Linked DNA regions of Mus musculus: region 1 is linked to region 2. Evidence: chromatin contacts called from public Hi-C data. All regions are on one chromosome and are shown on one strand. Each heading gives the region's core, a stretch centred on a gene start, on an enhancer-like site or on the middle of the called end of the contact. The rest is flanking DNA. Distances are from core to core; before and after follow the strand shown. Region 1 overlaps Focad (focadhesin). Region 2 overlaps Mllt3 (myeloid/lymphoid or mixed-lineage leukemia; translocated to, 3).

What was found. A called contact is a pair of places that touch in the nucleus more often than the background predicts.
Region 1: a Hi-C map of Th1 cells shows a contact between it and region 2, with 4 times the contacts expected there. The contact joins two enhancer-like sites. A contact is called at or near these places in 1 of 15 datasets of contacts at CTCF or cohesin (large pre-B cells), 2 of 484 Hi-C or Micro-C datasets (Th1 cells and bone marrow-derived macrophages), 3 of 115 datasets of contacts at active chromatin or transcription factors (embryonic basal ganglia, embryonic hindbrain and forebrain) and 1 of 9 other capture datasets (embryonic stem cells).

Annotation. Positions count from the first base shown.
Region 1 is chr4:88,297,475-88,303,587 of GRCm38.p6, reverse strand. It overlaps Focad (focadhesin), which reads right to left. Exons shown (of 44, transcript NM_001081184.1): 20 at 1-143. Among named protein-coding and RNA genes, the nearest start is that of Hacd4, 140 kb to the left of the region's middle. Within about 2 kb of position 2,612, at least 21 of the 459 cell types and tissues checked have an H3K27ac peak or open chromatin away from gene starts, as enhancers often do. A contact at or near this core is called in Th1 cells, where this site is marked.
Region 2 is chr4:88,010,595-88,016,648 of GRCm38.p6, reverse strand. All of the region lies in intron 2 of Mllt3 (myeloid/lymphoid or mixed-lineage leukemia; translocated to, 3), which reads left to right. Among named protein-coding and RNA genes, the nearest start is that of Gm34232, 19 kb to the right of the region's middle. Within about 2 kb of position 1,253, at least 40 of the 459 cell types and tissues checked have an H3K27ac peak or open chromatin away from gene starts, as enhancers often do. A contact at or near this core is called in Th1 cells, where this site is marked.

The DNA of each region.
Region 1 (6,113 bases), core at 1,363-3,862, 290 kb before region 2:
TGTCTTCAATATGAAGTTCGGGATTCCTGCTACTGTCTTCCCTTGGTCTGAGCGCACGCCTCCTTTCAATGCAGAGTGATATATCCCACGGGGCATATTCACCATCTCTTGTCTCACAAGAGATGTAAAGAATTCTTCCAATGCTGGAATAAAATAACAAGAGTTCAAAACCCAAATAAATGTGAGATGTCCAGAAGAGGCATGTTCCTTCCTAACCGGTGCACAGGCATCCAGCTCTGTCTCAGGTTGAACTTCACCAAGCAAACAGGAAACCACTGAGCACCATCTCTGCCTTCAATGCTCCCAAATGGGAACAAAGTACTACAGTGCTCAGGTATCCTAGCTTTCATTCTTCTTCATTTCTTACAGATCATCTACTGGCAAGTTCTTGTGGCTCCATCTTCAGAGTCCTCCTTTTACAACCATTCTCATAAAGCCTTGCCTAGTTATTATCTTTGTCTTCTTCAAATATACTAATATAAAAGCTGTATCTTTAGTCACTTCTTCCTCGTGATCACCCCTATAGTGTCCTCTAGCCAGAAGCTGAAGTTGCCCTTTATGTTCTTAATACCACCCAATAGCTTTCACTGCACAAACAAACAAAAACAAACAACACTGCCAAAAAACTATACAGCCTCTGACCTCAAATAAGGAACCATCATGACTCTCCCTATGGCCTTATTTCTGCCATGTTCCCTTCTTGCCAAGTGAAAGACACCTATCCAGATAGCCTAAATATCCCCTTCTGTTCTTCAAAAATATACTCTTGATGTGTTCTACAGGAACACGAGACTTGCTGGTTATCGACATGAAGCACACTATTTCTAGCTTTTCATGGGATGAGTCCTCTTGTCCTTTGGATGTTTTCAGACAGACCTTTTAGAACTATGCCAATTCTGTAGGAATGTTAGCACACATTAGAATCTGAAAAACTCACTCCTTACTTCCTCTGTCTACAAAGGAACCTATGCTAATGAAGCTCACTTTGCTATATGACACTGTAAGAACTACAAGACAACATAAAAATGTAGGATCAGAAGACAACAGATGTCAAAAACCAATTACCATTGGGTTCATATTTGGGTGCCATTTCCACAAGAACCACTAGAGGCTGCCCAATACAGAAACAAAAACAAAGCATGAAAGCTAAACAAACCACAGTGGGAAAACAAACAGGAAATACATGGTCCTCCAGTAGGAACACAAAAACAAGGGTCCACCCAGCCACATCCAAACTTAACTAGGAATATTTTTACCTCAAGGTCTCCTTTAAATGACCATGATTTAAAGTAAGTACTCACTGGCACAATAATTAAGTATCCTTCTCTCTTTCTGTATAATCCCCTGGTTGCAACCAAACTTACCCATACAAAGTAAGGAGAGGGACTGGGGATATAGCTCAGTTGGTAAAGAACACTGCAGAGCATGAAGACATAAATTTGATCCCCAACACCTATGCAAAAAGGCCAAGTGAGGCAGAACACACATGGCACTCCAGCACTGGTGAGTCAAAGACAGAGGATGCCAGCAAATTGCTAGTCAGACAATCTACCTAAATGGCAAGGCACACATACAACCAAAAAGTTCTGCCTCACATACATACACATATATAGACATGCACATACATCATGCACACACACAATGTCCATCTCTGGCCTATACACATGCACAAACATTCATAGACATGCACATACAACATGCACACACACAATGTCAATCAATCTCTAGTCTATACACATGAACACAGATACATAGGCATGGACAAATAACACATATAATGTCAACTCTGGTCCATACACATGCATGCACATATATAGACATGTACACATAACACACGCATATAATCAACTGCTAGTCTACACACATGCATACACATATGTACACATGAACATATAATAAATATACACAAAATATTAACCTCTGGTCTACTGACACACATAAACAAAACACATACATAAACATGCACATACAACACACACACACAAACACTCATATGCACACACTCACACGCACACAGTTCTGAGAACATCTGTTGGGAACAGTTTCTACTGACTCCTCCACACTTACCCCTACCATTCTCAACACTGCCCTGTAGCCTCCAGAACTAAGCTGTAAGAAATGCATCAAAAGGCTGCTCATTGTGTCAACCAATGAAAGGCCCTGGCAGGAGATCAAAGAGTGAAAACACAGTACAGTCAGGGAACTTATTCCCTAAACACTGTCCAACAGGTTACTACAGGCTGCCTGCACCCTTATTTAGAAGGCTGTCTCCCCTTAGGCAGCTATAACTGTGACATGCATGTCTTTTACCCTCCCTACACGGCCAAAGGACCTTAGCTACTCTCGGATGATTCATTGTGTCTAATGAATTTCCATAAACTTTGCAAACACAATTATAAAGAGAAACTTTATTTAAATTTCTCCGATTATCCCATTGAGAATGAAGCCCTTTTTGCAATGACCATCATGACTGTAACGTCTAGACAAATGGATGCTATGTAATCACAGACTGTGTACTCCAGTTCCTGAATGGTGTGGTGCAGGTATGCCTGCTCCAAGCTCAGTCTGAGCACAGACCTTTTGAATGCGTGAGTCATGTGACTGTGAAGACAGGAGTGCTGTGGTGAGAGAGGATGATTTCATGCTTCTTCAGAAGGAGCTGTGTTCTGACAAAGAGGGCAAGCACATAGTCAAAAGGGAAGACACACTTGCAAGTGCACTCTTCCAGCAACAGAAAGCTCCTACTTATCTAGCTCTGTGGTCAATAAAAGCCTCTCGAGTGCCTCCTGCAGATGTGAAGGGAGGAGAAGATGCAAGCATCTGAATGGAGCCACTACAGAGAACATCATCTTCCCCAAGCAACTGAGCCAATCAATAAGCAGCATTCTCCCTGCTCTCTGCAGCCTTGGCCTTGGCCTCTTCCTTACATATGACCAGGTGAGAATTTAAAAAGAAACGAAAATCTATACACAACAAGGTGAGCATGTTAACACTGCAGTTATATCTAATGGAAAATCATCTAACAACTGAAAAAAAAAATAAAGTTACCACAGGAACTAAGATAAGGATCATAAACATACTATGTGAAATGAAAAAAATAAAAATCTAAGTCTAAGAGTTGACAAACTCAGAGTATCTGGAGAAATCCAAAAAGGACTTTAGTACAAACATTTTAAGCTAGAACTTTAAATATTAGGGGATAAAGAGATGGCTTCATGGTTAATGCTTTTGTAGAAGACCAGAAATCAATTCCCAGCACCCACAGCTGACAAGCACACAACTGTATAACTCACAACATACAATATACATACATACATACATACATACATACATACACAGCTCACAACTGTACATAACTCCAGTCTCAGGAAATCTGATGCCTTCTTCTGTCTTCCACGGACACCACGTACACACAGACACGATGAACTTATATACACTTAGGCAAAATACCAACACAGGTAAAATTAAAAAAAAAAGTTTAAAAAGAGGAAGAAGAAAGAGGAAGAGGAGAAGGAAGAGGAAGAAAAAGAAGAGGAGAAGGAGGAGGGAGAGGAGGAGGAGATGGGGGAGGAGGAGGAGGAGGAGGAGGAGGAGGAGGAGGGGGAGGGGGAGGAGGAGGAGGAGGAGGAGGAGGGGGAGGAGGAGGAGGAGGAGGAGGAGGAAGAGGAGGAGGAGGAGGAGAAAAAGAGAAAATAATTAACATGAGAAACAGGCCATGATCCCCTTCTTTCAGAGCAATGATTTTACCGCCATCTGTAACTAGTGACTACCATGCATCATATACCCAGAATCCTCTGAGTCTCTGTTCCCATGGCTGCAACCTATGTCCTTGTCTGTTTGACCATGCTCCATTAATCAGAGAAAGTGAGCACAGAACAACATTGTCTATGGTGATGGTTTGCCAGACACAATTATACGTACAAAACCATTGACTCCAATTATCAGATTGCCTCATAAAGAAAAAACAAAAACACAGTGGAGGACTATAGCCATCAAGTATAATCACTAGCACAGAGGTACGAACCCTCAAAATATCTCAGTAGCAACCTTTTCCTCTTCTGCAGGCAGTCACACCCTCCCTCTGGCCAGAAGGCTAAAGAAATCAGCAAAGGGCACAAAGTCACTGTAAAACCTCCAGTGAGCTATTGGCAGTGGCTCTTTCAGGATGCTGGAGGATTTGTATACAAGGCATTTTCCTACGCCTGCTGGCTATTAACCCTGGAGAGACTCAGGGCTCCTGGGGAGCAATGAGATGAGATAGGAAGTATGGAGAAGAAAGGAACAGTAGAGGAGATTTGAGGCTTGCAGAGGAGAGAAAACATGAAAACATGGTAGCTTTGGCTATGCTCCACTGTTCAGCTTGCTCTAATAAAAGGAGGCAGGGACAGACAGGAGCTCTGTCTATAAATTAATGATACATGCTTAGCTAAATTTCCAAATAATCTCTAATTGTCATGAAATAAAAAAATAATATTAATGTTATAGATTACTATAATCACATATAAAAATGACTATGTTGAAAAGCTATAACAACATTTTTTTATTAAGCCTCATTTTCAAAACTTAAGTGTTTGCATGTATATATGTTCAAGGCAGAATTTGAACAAAAAAGCAAAATATTGGCTAGCACTGGAGGGCTTCCAGTCACAAAGGATGGTCTATGATAATTTTAAGGAATTTTTAATAACCAGAAGATGAATTTTAAATAATATAATATTTTAATCATAACCCATAACCCATATCTCAGCTATCACAATGGATCATCTATGGAAATTTTAAGGATTTTTTAATAACCAGGAGATAAATTTTAAATAATATAAAATTTTAATCGTAGCCCATAATCCATATCTCAGCTATAATCACCTACTGTTTCTTGGGTAAGACTTAAATAGAGTTAGTGAAAGTTTTACATGTGTGAATACCACACACACTTGCACAGCATGCCTATTAAAGGCTACAGATTAATAAACTTTATATCAAAACAAATGACCATATAATTTGATCCTTAAAACTATTTAAAAAAAAAAAGTCATCATGTAGCCCAGGATGGCCTGGATCTCACTACATATACCAGTTGAGCCTCAAATACACCATGCCTGGCAAAAATCTATCCCTGTCCTGTAAATCATGACCATCTGCTTCTGCCTCATCAGCACACCACACCTGTGTGCATCAGTGCACACACATTCTTCTATTGCTTATATTAACTAATTTACATTTGTATATTGTACAAATAATGTAGCCATTTATTTATAGCTCTGGAACTTTAATACTGTGATTCGTATACTTTATAGAAAGAACAAATTGTTCTGGAGAGATGCCTCAGCAGGTAAGAGTTCTTGTTCTTGCAGAGGACCTAAGTTCTATTCCCTACACTCATGTGGCAGCTCAAAATTGTCTGTAATACTTCCCCAAGCACCAGCTATTCATGTGGCACACAGAGATACAGGCAAGCAAAACACCCAAACACATACAATAATAAAATAAAATATTTAAACAAAAGAATAGACAGGGGCCTAGCATAACTGTCCTTTGAGAGGCTCATTGAACTCAGCAGTCAACGGGCAGAGATGCACACACTCATGCCAAACATTAGATGGAGCTCGGGTCGTCTTATGGAAGAGCTGGGAGAAACATTGAGAAACCTGAAAAGGACAGGGACTCCATAGGAAGACCAACAGAGACAACTAACCTAAACCCTTTGGGGCTCCCAGAGATTTAACCACCAATCAAAGACCAGGTCTGAGCTGGACCTAGGCCCTCTGAACATATGTAGCAATGAGCAGGTTGGTCTTCATGCAGGTCCTCCAAACAACTGGAGCAGGGAGTGCCCCTGAGCCTGTTACCTGCCTGCTACCTTCCTGTGAATCCCATGCCCCTATATGGACAGCCTAGTCTGGCCTTAGGGAGAGGTTGAGCCTAGTCCTCTGCAGCAACATGATGTGCTGAGGAGGGCTGGGGGGGTGTTTAACACTCAGAGGGGGGCTTCTCCTCAAAAGGGAAAAGAGGGGGTACTGAGAGGAGAGGAAAAGCTGATATTGGGTTGCAAGAGAATGAATGAATAAATTTAATTTTAAAACAAAATTAAATTCATAATGATAAAACTACAAGTA
Region 2 (6,054 bases), core at 4-2,503:
TCTCAGTAAGCACTTATCTTTGGTGTGTAGCAGGAATGCACAGCAGTCTAAAAGGTAGCTAGTGCTCTGCCACAAACCTTTGATGAAGTAAGCATTACTAGAATTATTATAAATTAATACTGGATTAAAGTTGGCTTTTAGAAAAGAGGACCCTCCATAGGCACAAAAACGTGAACGAAGTTATGTACTTAACCTAATTTATAGCCTAAATATAAATATGGAAGTGGGAATGTTAAGTCACGCCTATTTCCATGTAACTTTGTTTTAAGTTTTTTGACTCCTTTTTCCTGGATGAGCCTGTGATTGCGAGCCATAGAACATAGCTTTGTTAGGTCACTGATTGCTTTTCTTCCCTTCTTCACATACTTCAAAGACTTGATTTATGGCGAGTGTTGGATTTCTGTTTAAATAAATGTCTATTCTTTCTGATTAGGTGAAATACTTGTTTTTCGCAGACTAGATAGAAAAGATTTGAGGGATCAGGTATCTCAGATGTCCTGGCAAGACTGGGTGGGTAATAAGATGGGTATTGTATTTATTTTAAATGGTGTAAGTACTTATATAGATGGAAAATTCTAGGCCTCAAGGAACGGAGTTTGTTTCTCCATCAGAATCCTGGCACAGTGTATTAGATCATATAGAAATGGTACAAAGTCTACATGTTTCTAAACTGATACAATCAGAGATTTGTGGTCAAACCTTTTACAGCAGCAGCGGCTAAACGTTTCCCTTTTTCCCTTTTAGCTCAGTTCTGCCTGTGAGTAGTTAAAACTCTTCCTGGAAGTTTTTATAAGTGGTTTTAAAGAAGCGATAGCTATCTGAAGTTTATCTCTTGTAGCCGGCATTTAGAAGTTATTAATGTTGTCTACACACACAGAAAGACACGGGTCTCACCGATGCACAGGAGGGTAGACATTAAAGTTAGTAAAAATTAGCTTGTCAGAAAACTTAGTGACTGGGGGATAAGGTTGTTTTCACTATCTATCCCCTTCTTTGGCTGAAGCTAAAATTGCTGATCTAGTTCCCAGGCCAGTGTTACCTTGGAAGGCTTCCTTGGGCTGTAAAAGCACAGTTAGGCAGCTGCTGTAGGCTTCGCATGGCTTCACCAAAGAAGAGATTAACACCTATCAGTTTCCGATGCTGTCATTTCTACTCGGCAGATAAACTTGCTGTGTGGGATATAACCTCTGGGCTTACGGTATGAGCTTCTGCCTCACTGGTGTTCAGTACAGCAGAGAATGTGTAATTTTAGCACTTGGAGTATGACACATCGCTGCCTTTTCTGCTTCCATTCGGGCAGATCTAGGAACAGCAGCTCATACTTTCCAGAGTCTGACTTTTGCTTCTGGATGCGGATACCAAAAGGGATTGTGGAAGTTGACTTATTCTTCTTGGTACGCAGGCTTTTTGGTGTGAAGTTTAGAAGGAGAGGAAATACCAAGTCATTGACTTTAAACTCATTTTTGGGTTAAGTGTGTAACTAGAACACTGCCAAGTACCACTAACATCAATGCCATAATGTTCAAAGTCCCAGAAGCACCACGCTTGTCTGAATCATATTTTTGCATTATTGTTGTAGGTTTGAGGGGCAGGGACATCTTCACTGCTAAGGCAGAGAAGGGCAAGAGTTGGAAGCCACAGCTGTGTGATTAAACCCGTGTGTTTGCCCCGAGGCTCCAGCCAGTCCATCTGAATTCATAGCCTTAAATTTGGGATTCCTTCTCTATTTGAAAATAATACTTCTTAAACATTTTAAGACTGCCTTTGCCACTAGCATGAAAACTATCAAGACAGATTATGAGAGTTAAGATTTTAATGGAATCAAAACCGAAGATGCAGAGCGGTGTTTTAAAGAGAAAGTTTACAGCCATTTAACATAAAATTTTACTGAGCTTCTCATTAATCTAAGATAACTAGTCTATAAGTACCTTATCAGTGCAAACTGCTCCACATATAAAATGAGAGCAGCAAAGCCTTCCTGCAAATTAAGGGGACAATGTGGACTGGCAGACTTTCCAGCCATCTCCAGCTGGGAGATTATTACAGTTTTTGCAAACCCTTTTCTCTCAAAACTAAATCAAGAATGGTAGGGTTCTGATAAAAAGAAGTGTGGAAAAGCCTAACTAATCTGTAGATGAGTTACTTCAAACATGCCAAAAGAGAATAAAATCAGTTACATAGCTCGGATGAAAGGTTACTTTTTATGCATCTTTGTCCACACATTGAGAATTTTGTTGTATGTTAATGCATTTAGCCTTGGTTAAAAAGCTCCAGAGGGGGAAAACATAATTAAATTTGAGAGACTACACAATCACGTTGTTATAAAGAAATTTCATACCAGTTCTAGATGCCAGGGTAAGAGATAAAAGCTGCTCTCGAGATCAGTGCTGTAAACAGGTGGCTCTTGTGAGTGGGAAGATTTTGGGTTTCAATGTGAAGTGCTGTGTGGAATTCTAAGTGCTGACTTGTCCGGATTTTGTAAAGTAACGCAGTACATGTCTTTGGCTGTGCGTGCATGTGTGGGTCCTTGGTCTGATTACTGAAGACGGCCAACTCAGCTCTGCAGTAATGTTTTAAATGAAGTCTTGAGAATTGGCAAGGCAGAGTTAGAACGTGGGTAATAGATACCCTTTTTTATGCTTGTGTCTAAAGAGCTTCTCTGTACAGGAAGGCTGTACCAACTCTATTTTCCATTCACAGCCGTCTTTGGCAGCTACTTAATTTGAAATCCTGGCATATCATAATGGAGCAGCCAAAAGTTTGTGGCTAAGGAAAAGCCCATTGGCTTGGTGTCATTGGTGGAAAGATTTTTTTTTTCTTTTTAAAAGAAGCATTTTAACAATCTTTTTGGTGTCAATATATAGAATTAAATATGTATAGGTTGAAGGTGTATATATTTGCAGGTGTTGGGTTTAGTGATGTCCTTACATTTATTCTGTGTATGTGGGCATGCATGTACCACATGGTATGAATGTGGAGGTCAGAGGACAACTGGTGGAGTCTGATCTCTCATTCTGCCATGTGGATTCCAGAATCAAACGTACTTTATCGTATCAGGCTGTAAGCGCCTCCAAAATTGGAACTGTCTGCCAGCCCAACAGAACTTTTATTTTAAGGATCCGGGCAATGGGGGAGTTCATACTCACCTTATATTTGCCACCCATCCAAGATGCCAGCAGCCTCGTCACTGTATGCCTTAGGTGTTTATGTCATCCTACACTGTGGTAATGTTTTATAAGCCCCCAGAGAATGCCGTCCGTTAGTTTACACGCAAAGCATTCAGTTGCTCAAAAACTTCCTCTATTGATATTCTGACCAGATTTGACCTTATCCAAAACATGCAGCTTTAATGAATTTTGCTACATCCCATAAATATTGTGCTGTGGGATTATTTATGTGCTTAAGACCCTCTAAGTTCCCTTGGGATACGTTATTTTAGTAAATCAGAAAATCTCTCTGAAAGCGAAGTGATGATTATTAATTTTTTTGAAGTTTGAAAATGGGGCAGAGTGGCCTTTATGATTTCCAGGAGAATATTCTAGTGGATCCATACCACACACAATCAGTTCCCTAACTTAGTTCTCCAGCTCAGAGCTGCAGAATTGCTTTACTTGTGTAGCCTTGCCTTTGTGTGCTGTAGGAGCGGAGACCGATCTGTCTTCTGGGTGTCTGCTGTTTCTCAGCACTACCCTGAGAACAGTCATAGAGACTGGCTTTGAAGCTCTGGATAACCTGGTATCAAAGAGCAGTAGGAATTTAGCAGTAATTGTTTTATGGCTGGCTAGAAATCAGACCTATTTGTATCGGCTGCACACAGAATAGCCGTGATTTGACAATTTGGTTCTATTTATGCTGACCATAAAAAGAAAAGAAAAGAAAAGAAAAAGTTAAAGGGGTATTTTGGAAACAGGAAGTAGGCTATAAATGCAAATTACTTCACCATTTTCTCAAAGGAACAAAAAGGGAACGGGTTTGGAAGTTTTTATTGAAGGTGTGTCACTGAGGGTCTGTCTACTCCGGTGTTTAATGCTGCGCTCCCTAAAGCCATACCTCCTTTTGTTGGCAGTTTTCTTTCTTTTTTCTTTTTCTATTGCTGTCTAACTGAAATTATTTTCATTGCAGCAAAAGAAACTCTGGGGGTGGGGGGAGAAGGTGGGTGGAGCCAGAGACTTTCCAGTAGACATTTACATTTCATCTTATGTTGGTCAGTTAGCTAGGGAAAGAATGCATTGTTGCATAAAGTGAGTCTTTCCATGCTCATGAAAACTGAACTTTCAACACCCACTTTCAGATCCTTATGCCACTGTGCTGTGCCAGCGTGGGGGGTGTGTGGGGTGTGTATGCCAGGTAAGTTTGCAAGGCTCTTGAGAAGCAGGGGAAATCATTTATGACTTGGACAGTTGGCGGAGTCATTTGGAATACAAAATCCCGCATTAATTGTTCCTCTTGTCTAAAGTATATTTGAACTCAAGATGGGCAGAATATCAGGTATGTCAGTACTCCAGAGCAGCCCACAGTGAGGTCTGACTGTTCCCAGAATGTCTTTCAGAGTTAGGGAGTCGGCTGTAAAATACTTCATTGTTGTTTTGAAATCTCCTCCCCTAGAGCAGTCTGAGTCTGGGGGCAGCAGAGCAGAGAAAAAGCAAACATGCCAGTGATTGACTGTACTTAAAAGAAAAGAATAGAAAATAAAAGAAAGAAAGGAAAGATAAAAGAAACCCCAGAAATGCTTAAGGGACCCTTAGGTCTTTGCCACAAATTAAAACTTTTTTTTTAAAAGAAAAAATGTTTTTGGCGACTCATAAAGACATGTCAGTGCTGTTGAATTTGGACTGTTAATTTGCTTGCATCTAAGTTTTATTCTCACTGGATTCTAATTCTCCCGTAATCAGCAGGATTAGCGTTTACTAGCTGTCTTTATTTCCCTGCTTTCTGCTGCAGCTTGGACAGAGTGGAGATGGCTGAGGAGTGGGTGTTGACTTCGCTTTGCATCAGGGATGAACATTTGAGACTCTCGTACGTGAAGGATCACAAGCTTGGCAAAGAGATGTAAATATGAGTTTCCTCAAAGCTGAAAATCTAGCTGGATGTCCCGATAGGCTCCCACTAGGGAAGCAATTGTAGCCACTATGAGAGAAGCAGCTTTGGGGATCCCTTCATTGCGTAGGCTGTGCGTGCTCAGAGGGGAACAGGTAAAGACATGTATCATTGGCTGGGGGATAGCTTCGTGGGGAAAAACGCTTGCTACTGCAAAGCCTGAAGACCTGAGTTCAACCCTCTTGGAGTCCCACATAATGAAAGGGGAGAACAGACTCCTGTGAGATGTCCTCTGACCTGCACAGGTGCAGTGTGGCACATACAGGTATACATTGTAACACATGTATAATAATAATCATAATAGGTCTGTCAGCCTTGGAACTTTGTAGCCCAGGCTAGCTTACTTGTGAACTCTGGCTCGGCCTTCCTCAGCCTCCTGAGTGCTGGGTTTGAAGCTCTAGAGGACTGGGGTTGGCTAGAGAAGGTTGAATCTTTGAAGCACTTTACCTAACCACCTTGTGTACCAGTGAGGTACCTAAACAGTGAAGGCAAAGTAGGGAGGGCAGTACTCTTGTCACCTGTAGGACTTGACTAGCATCAAGTGTGTTAAAGAAAAAGGCTGCAGTACAACATGAGAGCTGTTGTAAAGTTGAAAAAAAAAATAACCATGGGGAAAGAGCTGAATGGGCTCTGCTCAGGTAGGAGATTTGAACAAAGTACTCCAGAAAATCGCAGCTGAGCTGACTGATAAAGGACAGTTAGCTTGGATGAGCAGTTCCCTTAAATCTGAGGGTCCGCTTTTTTTTTTTTTAATCTCTGTATTTTTTTCCTTTCACGATGCCTCTGAACTCACTGGACCTGCATGGTAGGATGTAGTTGTTCCTAGCTGAAAGAGCAGAGTCATTTCTGTTAGCTGAGACGTGTGAATCTCACCTAACACAGATGTGGTAGACCAAGATCTAAGATTAAGTAAGGTGCCCATGAAGCTTATCTGTGTAGCCACCAAATGCCCCGTGT